Linked DNA regions of Capra hircus: region 2 is linked to region 1. Evidence: chromatin contacts called from public Hi-C data. All regions are on one chromosome and are shown on one strand. Each heading gives the region's core, a stretch centred on a gene start, on an enhancer-like site or on the middle of the called end of the contact. The rest is flanking DNA. Distances are from core to core; before and after follow the strand shown. Region 1 holds the start of ANKRD44 (serine/threonine-protein phosphatase 6 regulatory ankyrin repeat subunit B). Region 2 overlaps ANKRD44 (serine/threonine-protein phosphatase 6 regulatory ankyrin repeat subunit B).

Region 1 (7,320 bases), core at 2,880-5,379:
ACCACCACCTACCTCCTTGTATGGCTGTGAAGATTAAGACAGATGATTCACGGCAAGGGCCCAGCATATAATAAGATCACAATAATGTAAGCCATTATTAGGTCTCTGCCATGAAACACCAGTCCTCAAGTGCACTCCCCAAACCACGTGACTGCATCTCAAAACAACCAGAGAAGGGTCCAAAGAATGAAGCTTTTATTTTCCCTTCTCTGCTGAAGGCAGGACTGGACACAGAGTTTGCTATAAGCCCAGCGCTGCTGGGAGGACAAGGGCAGCCCAGTAAAATATGTAATGTGCCCCACACTATGGTCTAGAAACACTGCTTTCAAAGTTGCAGGATTTCCAGTTTCTTGCCACTGCCACAGCTGCCAGCCATTGCCTTTGGCAAGGAGGTGAGTGACTAAAATATGAGCCAGGACTTGGCAAGAGGACACCAAACCAGAAGGCCTCCAGGCAGGAAGCTCCAAAAAGGGCCACCTACAGCAAGAATCCTAGAGAAGGAGATGGCATTCTGCTGTCATTAGCAAATTCAGGAAAGAATGGTGAACATTTCAAAGGTCCGACAGAACTTACCATTCTGCTTCAGAACTTTGAAAAACTTTGGGGAGGAGGTACCAGGCCAGATATGACATTCTTAAAATCACTGCAATGTCTTCACTATATGACATAAAGAACACCCCCCTCATCCCATAAAGTTCAATATTGCAAGGAATTTCACATCTATAACTAAGATGTATTACATTTAGATGTAAAGAAATTCTTCCCAAACTTAAAATTATCTCACTTTATAAAGATATAAATAAAATCCCAATATCCATCGATGAGGAAATAATTACCTTGTTATGTTAATTACATAGGTGAGTGTGTTCTGTGCTGTATAGGGTGATCAGCTTGTCCTGATTTGCCTAGAATCTCCTGGTTTTAGTACCAAAAGTCCCATATCCTTGAAAACCCCTCAGTCTTGGCAAATCAGGAAGATCAGCCCCCCTAACGCTGTAAGAAAAATGATGTGTATTGTGTGAAGGGGAAAACAGAAGAGACACAGTTACAAATGCAGAAGTGCTCAATGCCAAGTCTATTTGCAGCAATAGCTCCTAGTTCCTTTTCATAGTGAAAAAAGAAAAAAAAAACTAAACCCCACACTTGCCTCTCCCTTCCTCCTTTCTTTTAACTCTCCCAAAACAGAGCTAGGAAAAGGCATTTTCCTCCTCTTGCATGACAGAGATGTCAGCGAGGGACTGACTACCGAGGAGGTGACCACCATCGCCAGCAAGCTCCTGCACCCAGTTTCAGCAGGACAGGAAATGCCAATTCTTTCATATACACATGAAACTTATCTATTATAAACCAGTTATGTCAATTAAATGAATTATAAAACTCAAAAACAAAAATCTAAATAATAAAACAAAAAACCCAAGACAACTAGTGATTCAGGTTATTAACACAAGAATGTGTCTTCATACTAAAAGTCCAAGAACTTTGACAAAAACAAGATCCACCTTGCAAACAGGGCATTAAAAAAATGAGAGAGAATTAACACGTGATTGTTTTAATACACAGCTGAGTGGAGAGCGAGCCATTTCTACAAACTCGTAAGGTCCAGATCTGAAGCAGGTGGTTCCCTACCATAACGGTGAAGCAAAGCTCCTGTAGTAGGAGTTTAAGCAAAGGATTTTAAGCCTCTGATGAGGTTAAGAACCAGCTTCTAAGAATTTAGAGTTTCAAACTGAAAGGTAAGACTATATAAGGCAAGAAAGACCACACAGTTCCTGGACCTAAGGCCTCCCAGAAACCATAATTGTTCACCACTCTACCCCACCCAGTCCACCTCCTCTCCCTCAGGCTTTGCCCCATAGGCTGTCAACTTCTAGGTGTCCATGAATCTTAGAACTCCTTAGTTTCCTGTTATGCATCAGGAGATGGAATCAAATAAACGTTATACAACCCTTTCTTGCCCTCCACAGTGACACTAGTTTGTTGGGGGAAGGGTGGGGATGTATTCAAAAACACTTTAAAAGAGAAACTCTTTGAAAAGTTCTACTCGGACAAGTCCTGGAGAATAACTTTCTAAAATCAAAAAATACTTTTCACCAGGGTTGATCCTGATTTAGCAGAGGATGCCTTGTCAGCCTTTCAACACAGCTGATGATAAGACAGCAGGAGATATCAACCATCCCTAGAAGAAAGGACAGGAATCTGGAAGGCAGGAGACAGGAGTGCATCTCTGCCCTACAAGTCCAAGAGCTGTGTCCTTGAGGAAGACTTGCTTCTCTTGTCTAGACCTCAGTTTCTTTGTTAAAAAATTAAGGATTTGGATGAAGATCACCTTTGGCATCCCTTCCAGCTCTAAAGTTCTATGTAAAATTCTTTTGTGTATGTGAAAATGACAACACCTATTAGAAGCATTTTGTGTACTTTGAAGATGAATATTTAGAAATTAACAGAGAAATATAGTAACTTGCAATGGCAAAAGATAACATGACCAAGGCAGACTAAAATCGAAAGATTTAAAACAAATGTCTAACAGTTGTCAAAGTATGTGACTAAAAGGTGGGGGGTTGGGGGGAGGGCTAAACTAATATCAACTTACAAGTACTCTTAAATGCTCTGGAACCAATGGAAACAAATAGATTCATCACTACCAGCTGCTCCTCCTGCTAAATTTAACAGTAAGGTTCATTTTAATTCAGTGATCCCTCCCCCATATAAAAAGAAAATTTTTAAAGCCTGTAAATACAGAAAGCAAAGCAAAACTTTGACTCTAAAGGCAGGATAACAAATTACTGTGGTGATTGATTGCACTTAAGTCTCAGGAAGTTCTGGCTGGATACTGAGGACAGGGAGGCACCAGATGCAACCCACTTGAGAAGCATGAGATGTTTAAACACCAAGGGCTGGCATGTTTGACCGCCTGTGTCAAAGTCAAGTCTGCCTCTCCGCCTACCAGGACCTCAAAACAATGTTCATTTCACTATCCATGAATAAATGGCAAAAGAAATAAAAGGAAGCTGTTTCCTTTTTTCGTAGGAGGAGTTACAGAGTTTTGTCATACAACTTGGCTGGGCGCTTGTGTCAATGCCCTCAGAGCTGCAGCGTCCGCAAAGGTAGGGGTGTCTCGTGCCTCAGACCTCCAGCGAGGACTGTCAACCGAGCTAGCAAACATCCCCACCTCTCCAAGCAAAGGGCTCTAGAGCTACCCCGTGCTGTGGCTTAGCCGGAAAGCGACAAAGCTCATCAACACAGGCAGAGGGTAGCCCACCGACTGTGAGTGGAACCCCGGGCCGAACTTCACCTCCTCTAGGGACAGCCGTGCCTGAGATCTCCATCGTGCACGACGCACACACAGCCCCTGGGCTACCAAAGAGGAAGTCAGGGTGTCACGTCAAAAGGATAAAGACAGCCCGGCCACACAAGAGCCGCGGTCTGGGCCGGTCTCCAGCTTGGCTGGGAAAAGGGTCCCAGGCTGCGATCCTTCTCCCTCTCCATCCACCTTCCTCTTCCCGGCGGCGCGCACCAGCCTCTCTCCCGCCCGCCCGGGCTGGCGGAGCCCAAGCTGCGCAGCGCCGGAGGAGCACCTCGAGCCTCCCCTCCCCCTGCCCAGCCCGGGCCCGTGGACAACGCACCCCCGCACGCCAGCTAGAGCCCCGCCGCCCCTTCCCCAGCCCCCGGGGCGCCCCAGCCGCCGAGCCGAGCGCGCAGTTCCGACGGCCCAGGGCGGGGACCGAGCCGGGGAGGAGGGCTGCAGCCGCCGGCTTTCGGAGCAGCCGGCGGCCGCACACACTCCTCCCCTTCGCCGCGAGTAAACAGCTCGCGGGCGCGCTCCGTGCCGCGCCCCCATCCCCCTGCCGGGGCTCCGCGCCGCCCTGCGCCCGCGCGTCCCGCCCGCCGGCGCCGCCGCCCCCTACCTGGTCGGTGAGTTTGAGCACTGCCATTCTTCCGCTCCTTCGCGCGCACACACATACAGGTCCCCGGTCCGCAGATGTCACGCCAGGAGCCGGGGAAGCGGAAGGGATTGCCAAGGGAAGGGAAAAAAATCTGGCTCCCGAATTTGACAGCCCTCCCCCTGCTCCTCCTCCTCCTCCGCCTTCTCCTCCTCCTCCCGCCGAGAGGCTGACACTGGCTAGTAGGGTTTGCAGCCGAGCCCGCCCGCCTTTATACAGGAAGTACCGGCTGCTGCCAGCCGGGCCGCCACTGACATCACCGCGCGCTGCCTCGCTCGCCGCCGCGCCGCCTGGGCCGACGCTGCCTCCTGCCGCCCGCGGCCGCGCCTCGCAGCCCGCGGCTCAGGGTGCTCCCAGGCTCCCGCACCGGGCGCGCCACGGTGGGGTCAGACTGCCGCCTGCTTTCGGCACCTGCACACTGCGCGCGGGCTAGCGGGACCGGGCCCCCCGGTCGCCCACGCTGCCCCCCACGCAGAGCGTGCACGTTTAGAGGCCCCCGGGCTGGGGAGGGGTGGGGGGTTGCTGATCGTGACCCCTCCCCTCGCCCTGTCTCACACACACCCCCCCCCACACACACACACACACAACCTCGTGAGCACTCCCTGTGGATACACCCGAGGGGCAATAAAGGCTGCATTCACTTGTAGCCAATTTCAAATCAGGAGATTGGACCACACGCCTTCCTCTAAACCTCTCCCTAGTCCGGAATCCGCCCAGCTCTTCAAATCATCCCACCTGGTCAGGGACCGCAAGGCTGGTGCTCTCTTTGTTTAATACAAGGAGACCCTGACTCATTCTTTAGCTAGTTTTTGTGAAACGCTTGGAGGGTAGGGACGGGGGGCTCTGGCCCTTTCACCTTGTTCTCCAGCTACCTCCCTGCTAGACACGCAGAACCCCATCGTTAAATTCAAACACTGGGTTTTGATTTGGGGACGAAGAAGATGGAGCAACGTTACAGGAGAAGAAAAGGTCTTGTACTGCTGCGTTAATTGGGTTTTTGAGGGTTTCCACCAGTTGACCCACTCATTTCTGCAAAATCCAGTTACCCTACTCTTCAACAGATAGAAGACCCAGTTGTAAAAGAGCATGGGACACACACACAACAGTAGTATATGTAATCATAGTAAAGTGTTAACCAGACCACCTGACCTGCCTCTTGAGAAATCTGTATGCAGGTCAGAAAGCAACAGTTAGAACTGGACATGGAACAACAGACTGGTTCCAAATAGGAAAAGGAGTGCGTCAAGGCTGTATATTGTCACCCTGCTTATTTCATTTATATGCAGAGTACACCATGAGAAACGCTGGACTGGAAGAAACACAGGCTGGAATCAAGATTGCTGGGAGAAATATCTATAACACCAGATATGCAGATGACACCACCCTTATGGCAGAAAGTGAAGAAGAACTAAAAAGCCTCCTGATGAAAGTGAAAGAGGAGAGTGAAAAAGTTGGCTTACAGCTCAACATTCAGAAAATGAAGATCATGGCATCTGGTCCCATCACTTCATGGCAAATAGATGGGGAAACAGTGGAAACAGTGTCAGACTTTATTTTGGGGGGCTCCAAAATCACTGCAGATGGTGACTGCAGCCATGGAATTAAAAGACACTCCTTGGAAGAAAAGTTATGACCAACCTAGATAGCATATTCAAAAGCAGAGACATTACTTTGCCGACTAAGGTCCATCTAGTCAAGGCTATGGTTTTTCCTGTGGTCATGTATGGATGTGAGAGTTGGACTGTGAAGAAGGCTGAGCGCCAAAGAATGGATGCTTTTGAACTGTGGTGTTGGAGAAGACTTTTGAGAGTCCCTTGGACTGCAAGGAGATCCAACCAGTCCATTCTGAAGGAGATCAGCCCTGGGATTTCTTTGGCGGGAATGATGCTAAAGCTGAAGCTCCAGTACTTTGGCCACCTCATGCGAAGAGTTGACTCACTGGAAAAGACTTTGATGCTGAGAGGGATTGGGGGCAGGAGGAGAAGAGGACGACAGAGGATGAGATGGCTGGATGGCATCACGGACTCGATGGACGTGAGTCTGAGTAAACTCCGGGAGTTGGTGATGGACAGGGAGGCCTGGCGTGCTGCGATTCATGGGGTCACAAAGAGTCGGACACGACTGAGCGACTGAACTGAACTGAACTGAATACTTGTGGAATTTGGAGCAAATACTTATTCATTCCTGGGGAAGGAAATGGCAACCCATTCCAGATTCTTGCTGCCTGGAGAATCCCCATGGACAGAGGAGCCTGGTGAGCTACAGTCCATAGAGTCGCAAAGAGTGGAACAGGACTGAAGCAACTTAGCATGCATGCACACTTAGTCATTCAACAACTATGTACTGAGTGCTGACTTTGCACCAGATGCTGGATAGACACAATATGAAAGGGGGAGCATAAACATCCAAGATACCTAGTCAGGAGATGTTGGACATAAATAATCACCACTAATGAATGTAATTACAGACTGAGATAAGGGTTCACAGGGGAAAAAAATACTTGTAAAGAAATCCATGACTGAGGAATCAAGCCAGGCTGGTAGGTGAAGATGGGTTTCCCTGAGAAAGTGACAAGAGTTGAGATTCTGCCAGAGGAAGAGTTAAGTGGGCAAGTGGATGGGGTGCTGCTCCCAGGCTGACCCACGTGCCCCTGGCATGTCATGGAATAAACCTACATTGAGCAGCAAACCGAAACTACAGTCAGTTCAGTTCAGTCGCTCAGTCGTGTCTGACTCTTTGCGACCCCATGAATCACAGCACGCCAGGCCTCCCTGTCCATCACTAACTCCCGGAGTCCACTCAAACTCATGTCCATCAAGTTGGTGATGCCATCCAGCCATCTCATCCTCTGTCGTCCCCTTCTCCTCCTGCCTCCAATCCCTCCCAGCATCAGGGTCTTTTCCAATGAGTCAACTCTTCGCATGAGGTGGCCAAAGTATTGGAGTTTCAGCTTCAGCATCAGTCCTTCCAATGAACACCCAGGACCGATCTCCTTTAGGAGGGACTGGTTGGATCTCCTTGCAGTCCAAGGGACTCTCAAGAGTCTTCTCCAAACACCACACTTCAAAAGCATCAATTCTTTGGCACTCAGCCTTCTTCACAGTCCAACTCTCACATCCATACATGACCACTGGAAAAACCACAGCCTTGACTACACGGACCTTTGTTGGCAAAGTAATATCTCTGCTTTTGAATATGCTATCTAGGTTGGTCATAACTTTCCTCCCTATCTACCCTTAATTCATAAATCAAATGTGGACTCTTCCTCCCCACTTTCAGAGCCTCCCCAAGAGTCTATTTGAGAAATGAGGGGTGGTAGCATTTGCTTGGCATTCTCCCTTTTATTATCTAACCATGGACTTGGGATTCAGATCACACA
Region 2 (7,320 bases), core at 2,062-4,561, 120 kb before region 1:
GTTTCTAGCAAGTAGACAGATGTATATCTCTTTTTGGTCCCAAATATTCTCTTAATCCTATCTTCTTGCCAAGGTATCTGATTCAAAGATAGTTCCTCAAATTACCAACAATTAAGTAGCAGGAAAAAAGTCTTGAAAAGAATGCATGTTTGACCAGTTGGTGTGAGCTGGCACTCTGCCCAAGATAATAAGTTGCTTCCCTACACTTGCTGACTACCTGCCACGTCTCCAGACACCCTGCCTCATGGCAAGGACCATATTTCAAGTAAAACAGACAGTCATATAAAGTCAGAATTTCAACAAAAATATCTGACTCTGGCATATCTACTTCATAATTCTCTATCTGCTGTGCCTATTGCCAAATGCTTGTGCATATTTTTCTGCCCTTTTGAACCTTAAGAGAAAGCAAATACCAAACCCCAATAACCGAGGGATGACAAGCAGAGGCAGATGAGATTTTAGTGTTGAGTCAACAGTGATCAGTCAACAGTTGAGAAGTTAAGATTCTGAGAAACAAATCCACCCCAGTTTAATGCACCACTGGTTAGTCACTTTAAGGAAACCCAGCTAGATAAGCAAAGCTTCTCTTCACTCTTGAGTGAAAGAATGCACGCAGATATTCAGTCCTCACACCACTCAAGAAAGGCAAGGGTTCCAAGCTATGGCTGGAATGTACCCAAGGAGAGCCACCCTGCAAAGCTGCCAGACAAGGATGCCAGCACAGCCCTCAGCAGGGAGTGGCGTGTGGAGCTTTCCAAACACTTCCAGGCCCAGTCCCTGAGACCCACTGGAAGGTTATCATCAATGCAGAGAATTCCCAGCAGAAAATAGTATGCATACTTCCTCAATGCCTCCCAGTCTCTGCTAAAAGCTGCTTTGGGGAGTATTGTCAATGCTCAGAATCCCTAGTATCCATTGGGAAGAAGCTGACAATTGTAACTCTCTCAGTCACGTGTATACATGAATAAACCCACATATACCTGGCTACATTTTGCCCATGTATGTACTCATCTGCATCTACATTCACGTCTGTATGCACAGAGATACATGCTGATGGACACACAAATCCCTCCCACTCCCTGTGGAATAGAAAAGTGCCAGTTCTCCAAAGTCTTGCTAACTGAACATTTCTGCCCCAGCTGGGCTGTGTGGCCACTGTGACATCATTGTTTTCACAACTGTGAATCCAGGCACTATGAAATTCCAAATCAGAACTTCACACACATGCTTTGCCATGTGTTTACATGGATGAAGTTCTTGAACTAAATTTCTATAACTCTTGAGCTAGTGGTACTTCTCTAAAAAAAAAAACACAAAAAACAGTACAGGCATTTCTTTTTTTCTCTACACTTCCGAATAAAACACACCCATATAACACTTTGACATTCCCTTTTGTTGGAATTTTAATTGGATCCTACTGTTTTATGTTTCCCTAGCATATTAAAAAGCAGGGACATTACTTTGCCAACAAAGGTCCGTCTAGTCAAGGCTACGGTTTTTCCAGTGGTCATGTATGGATGTGAGAGTTGGACTGTGAAGAAAGCTGAGGGCCGAAGAATTGATGCTTTTGAACTGTGGTGTTGGAGAAGACTCTTGAGAGTCCCTTGGACTGTAAGGAGATCCAACCAGCCCATCCTAAAGGAAATCAGTCCTGGGTGTTCCTTGGAAGGAATGATGCTAAAGCTGAAACTCCAATACTTTGGCCACCTCACGTGAAGAGTTGACTCATTGGAAAAGACCCTGATGCTGGGAGGGATTGGGGGCAGGAGGAGGAGATGACAGAGGATGAGATGGCTGGACGACATCACTGACTCAATGGACATGAGTTTGAGTAAACTCCGGGAGTTGGTGATGGACAGGGAGGCCTGGCGTGCTGCAATTCATGGGGTCGCAAAGAGTTGGACATGAATGAGCAACTGAACTGATCTGAACTGAGGCAAACACTTGCCTTGAGAATAAATATTTGGGAAAAGATACATCTAAATTCTGTCTCTATTACATGACTTTAAAAAAGAGTGAATATTCTAATTACAGTACTCTTGTTCATAAATACCAAGTATTTATACTCTGTTGACTATTTATTTGGAAATCACTGTATCTTTTGCCTTGACCTTGATAGGGCCTTCCATGCAAAAGAACAGAGTCCCAAGCCTTGGCATGAACAAGAATTTTTTTTAGAATTTTCACCCATTTCAATGCTAGCATATACAAAATACAAGTGCTTTGTGTGCAAATTTGAATAAATACATTTTTAACAAGGGTCAGAGCTGTGAAAAACAAATAGTGGCAGGAAAAAGAGAAAGATTCTGATGTCATGAAACCACTGGTTATCAATCCCTAAAGAAATTTAAATTCTTAAAGAGAGATTTGCAGCTTCAGTTACCAGAATTGTTTTAGCATGTTTAGCAGCTGTAGATTGGAAATGATTTCCATGTGCTGTGGATACTGGCACAGTCCCTCATGTAGATTCAGAAGGATACTTCCTGGGCTTGCTTAACCAATGGCACAAGTAGGGGTCAATATTCAGATGGTACCTTTCCTTGTCTTTCAATACCACCAACTACCAGCACTCTACTGGTAGAAGAGTGAACTGGTAGGGCTGTTCACACTTGCCAGAAGTGTGAACAGCTGCCTTCTAGAGGTGACTGCCAGCCTGATGACATTTGACCCCTCTAAGACAGAAGAGCAGAGCAGAAGCCCCTTGAATTTGGCAACCATTATGAGCAATGTGGCCATTGCTGACATTAGGAACTAAACATTTATCCGCAAAAAGCCACTTTCACTTTCACTACCCACATCCCTATCAGACCACACACTACAGTATTTTTCTATTTTATTCTCAGTCTTTGAGAACAAATGAGGAAAATATCCAATTCCCAAATATAAGACGCTAAATCAAATAACGTACTGACAACAGTATTCTCAAACTGTGAAGTAGAGTAACAATACCACTAGGGGGAGCAAGAAGTTAATTTGTTACCTGGGAGGTAAGAGTAAATATTCAAGTTGTGTGATTAAGGTAGCTGGAGGATCCGTTTTATTCAAGACATGAAAGGATTCAAGCTTCTGGGAGAATTCTTAGAAAAAAGTAAATACAACCTGCATCACACCCCAAAACAAAAATTTTTTAAACTTTCCTATTGATCCCTGAGGGTCCAGGTTTTTAGGAAGAATAAAGCTATTTAAAACCCAGATGTTAAAGAATTATTTTCTTCACGTACAAAATCCAATTATTTCCTCAACTGCACTTTTTAAAAGTGCTGCTAGTGGTATCAGATATGCCACTGGCTTAGGAATAAAGCTCAACTGTGAGGAAAGCACAGTTGACTTAAAGGATCCACTCCGTCCTGTCTTGCAATGACAGATCCCCATCGGTTAGCACTCTCCAAAATCTTCTATTGAAACTAACAGTTTGATTTTAGCTAAAACCACTGTATAGTGCATTTCGCTTTGTCAGAGCTTCATATTCTTTTCTAATATGTTGGCTTTGGAAGATAAGCAGAGTGATAGAGGCTGTCGCTGAGCATCTGAAAATATAGCCCATGGTAGGAAGTCCAAGAAGATGCTCAGCATTACATTCCAATTTGTTGGCATGCTGTTTGTCTTTTTCTGATTAGGCTGAATAAGTAAAGATTCCAAGTCTAAATGAAAACATCTTGCATTCTAATCAAGAGTGAGTTTTGGGAATCAATCAACAGCCAAGAGGGAAAAATGATATTCCTAAACATCTGTCCACACTTAAGTATTCTGAGTACAGTATGTCATTAAAGCAGGATGGGAGCATGTTATTAGTAGCTAATAGCTGATATAGCAATAATCTGACCATGTGAAACCATCAACTTATATGAACATGCTGAAACACTTCATTAGGTAACAACTGGTTTTTGTGTGAGGCAGTGCTTGCATTTTTACAAAAGGATAATAAAAATTTGCTCGAGTCACTAGATTTAATGGACAGAACTTGTTAGCTCTATTCATGTGGGTCCTGCCTGCTGCGTGATCTGCTGACAGAGTGCCATTGAGTGATTCTTGAATATAGATCACTCCTTATTTGGGGAGAAGTTCACTCCATCACAGAAAGACAATGATGATCGTAAAAGCAAAATCTGTTTCCCTTAAGAACTGTACAAAATATACTGAGTCCTCATAAACATTTTTAATGCAAGACTACATGACTGAAAATGTCTCCTACAAACTTTGCCACAAAGTGTCTATAATATTTCCAATTTTTTATTAAAAACAGAAAAAAGCATAAAACTCAAAGTATCGGTAATACTCTATCGTAGAGATTTATTAACTTTACACTTGTGAAAGAAGAACTACAGTTAATCAGAAAATGGAAAAATTAATTTATCCATCCTTTTCCAAAATGATTATGACACGGAGGCATTGACTATGATATAATTATTCAAGGACCAGTTATTCAGTTTCTGGAACATTCATTTCCTTTGCCTCACCTTCCTTTCTTGAGATCCTCCTTAAAGAGAGATCTCTCTGCTCTTTAAGAGTGCCTATTAGCACCTTCACCAGAGGAGCGCTGGCTGGAGGAAAAATGAAACCCAAGCATGTCAACGTTGCTACTAGATACTTACAAAAGGTCAGGTAAAAGGAAATGATGAAACAACAGTAACTGTAAGCTTGAAATCTGGAAGCAATGTTGATTTTTACAGACCTGAGATCTCTCTCTCTTCTGCCACAGGAGGGAGACTCATGTATGGTATCAGAGAGACTTTGAGCTAAATCTTAGCCATGGTTTCCTCATCTATAATACAGGGTCATGTGATGATGATGACTCTGTTTTATAGATGAGGAAACCACAAGCAAGGCTCCAATAGTACACGAACAGAGAACTTCCAGATGTTCAAGCTGGATTTAGAAAAGGTAGAGGAACGAGAGATCAAATTGCCAACATCCCTTGGGTCATAGAAAAAGCAATAGAGTTCCAGAAAAACATCCATTTCTGCTTCGTGGACTACACCAAAGCCTTCAACTGTGTGGATCACAACAAACTGTGGGAAATTCTTAAAGAGATGGGAATACCAGACCACCTTACCTGCCTCCTGAGAACTCTGTATGCAGGTCCAGAAGCAACAGTTAGAACTGGACATGGAACAACAGACTGGTTCCAAACAGGTAAAGGAGTACGTCAAGGCTGTATATTGTCACCCTGCTTATTTAACTTATATGCAGAGTACATCATGAGAAACACTGGGCTGGATGAAATACAAGCTGGAATCAAGATTGCTGCAAAAAATACCAATAACCTCAGATACGCAGATGACACCACCCTTATGGCAGAAAGCAAAGAAGAACTAAAGAGCCTCTTGATTAAAGTAAACAAGGACAGGGAAAAAGCTGGCTTAAAACTCAACATTTAAAAAACTAAGATCATGGCATCTGGTCCCATCGCTTCATGGCAAATAAATGGGGAAACAATGGAAACAGTGACAGACTTTATTTTCTTGGGCTCCAAGATCACTGCAGATGGTGACTGCAGCCATGAAATTAAAAGATGCTTGCTCCTTGGAAGAAAAGCTATGACCAACCTAGACGCATATTAAAAAGCAGAGACATTACTTTGTCAACAAAGGTCCATCTAGTCAAAGCTATGGTTTTTCCAGTAGTAATGTATTGGTGTTAAGAGCTGAACCATAAAGAAAGCTGAGCGCCAAAGAACTGATGATTTTGAACTATGGTGTTGGAGAAGACTCTTGAGAGTCTCTTGGACTGCAAGGAGAGCCAACCAGTCCATCCTAAAGGAAATCAGTCCTGAATATTCATTGGAAGGACTGATGCTGAAGTTGAAGCTCCAATCCTTTGGCCACATGATGTGAAGAACCAACAGTGGAAACGACCCTGATGCTGGGAAAGACTGAAGGCAGGAGGAGAAGAGGTTGACGAAGGATGAGATGGTTGCATGGCATCACCGACTGGATGCACAGGAGTTTGAGCAAGCTCTGGGAGTTGGTGATGGGCAACGGAAGCCTGGTGAGCTACAGCCCATGGGTCGTAAAGAGTCGGACGTGACTGAGCGACTGAACTGAACTGAGCCATTTTATAAGATACGTTTAAGAAATGACATAACATATGCCATATCTCCTGTACAAGGCCAATGCTCAATAAAAAATAGTGATTAGTGTTGATTTTTGAGGTAATAAGCTCAAAAACTTTCACAGACAAGTGCATGGGATTCAGGGAGATTTCCTTAAAAATTACAGAGCAAATAAGTCAAGTTAGGATTATAATCCACTTAAGACCACCAGCAAAGCAGAGGGACCCTTCATACTGGGGAAAAAAGTGTTTATTTATAGGAAAGGGAGAAAGAACCACACTGAGTCTGATTTGGCCTTTGTTATCCTGGGCAACCTCAAAACTGCTGCACAGACTCACTGTACTCAGAGGTCTAATCTATAAAACCAAAATAACAGCGACTCACCTGAATAATACATCATCTCTCTTGACTCATCCAGCTGTGCCCCATATTTATGTCTTCTGGATGGGACATGAACCTTTACTGTTTAAGGTTATTATAAACAAACATGGTTTTACTTTCCTTTATATTTTCCTAATGGTCATAAAGGAGATTAATTCCCTGTTTGGAGCTGTGAAGGGGGGTCAAGTGATTTGCCTGTTAGTGGCAAAGTTGAGACTAGAATTTAGTTTTCCAGATTCTCTCAGTTCAGTACTTTCTCTCTCACATGTCATATTAATACAATAAATATAAAATAAATATATTATATATAAGACTTCCCTGGAGGCTCAGATGGTAAAGCATCTGCCTACAATGCGGGAGACCCGGGTTCGATCCCTAGGTCGGGAAGATCCCCTGGAGAAGGAAATGGCAACCCACCCCAGTACTCTTGCCTGGAAAATCCCACGGACAGAGGAGCGTGGTAGGCTACAGTCCATAGGGTCGCAAAGAGTTGGACACGACTGAGCAACTTCACTTTCACTTTCCCAAAAATAGTTGGAATAATCCTCCCACTCATTAGCAGGGTTTTGGCTGGGTTCGAGTCCCAGCCATGAGGGTTCCAGTCCCAATCTGAGCTAAATGGTTTCATGTCTGGTGGTGAAGATAAAGTCCGATGATATAAGAACCAGTGATTCAGCCTCAATTTCAATGAACTTTCTATGGAGAAATATTACAACTTTACAACTCACTAAGGGAAAATATCATAGCATTTCTCTATATGTGTGTGTATATACACCATATAATGACTATATATGTGTATATATTTCTAGATACAGTACTCCCAACACAATGACTAACAATGAAACAATCTTGCCAAAAGTTAGAAAACAAATAGGAACAATCTCAAA

The links. A called contact is a pair of places that touch in the nucleus more often than the background predicts.
Region 2: a Hi-C map of blood shows a contact between it and region 1, with 5 times the contacts expected there. The contact joins the enhancer-like site here to the promoter of ANKRD44 in region 1. A contact is called at or near these places in 3 of 5 Hi-C or Micro-C datasets (all in blood).

The regions. Positions count from the first base shown.
Region 1 is chr2:50,081,579-50,088,898 of ARS1.2, reverse strand. ANKRD44 (serine/threonine-protein phosphatase 6 regulatory ankyrin repeat subunit B) reads right to left here and starts at 4,129. Exons shown (of 28, transcript XM_018061363.1): 1 at 3,906-4,129. The coding sequence starts at 3,932.
Region 2 is chr2:50,200,227-50,207,546 of ARS1.2, reverse strand. All of the region lies in intron 1 of ANKRD44 (serine/threonine-protein phosphatase 6 regulatory ankyrin repeat subunit B), which reads right to left. Among named protein-coding and RNA genes, the nearest start is that of ANKRD44, 120 kb to the right of the region's middle. Within about 2 kb of position 3,311, at least 1 of the 5 cell types and tissues checked has an H3K27ac peak or open chromatin away from gene starts, as enhancers often do.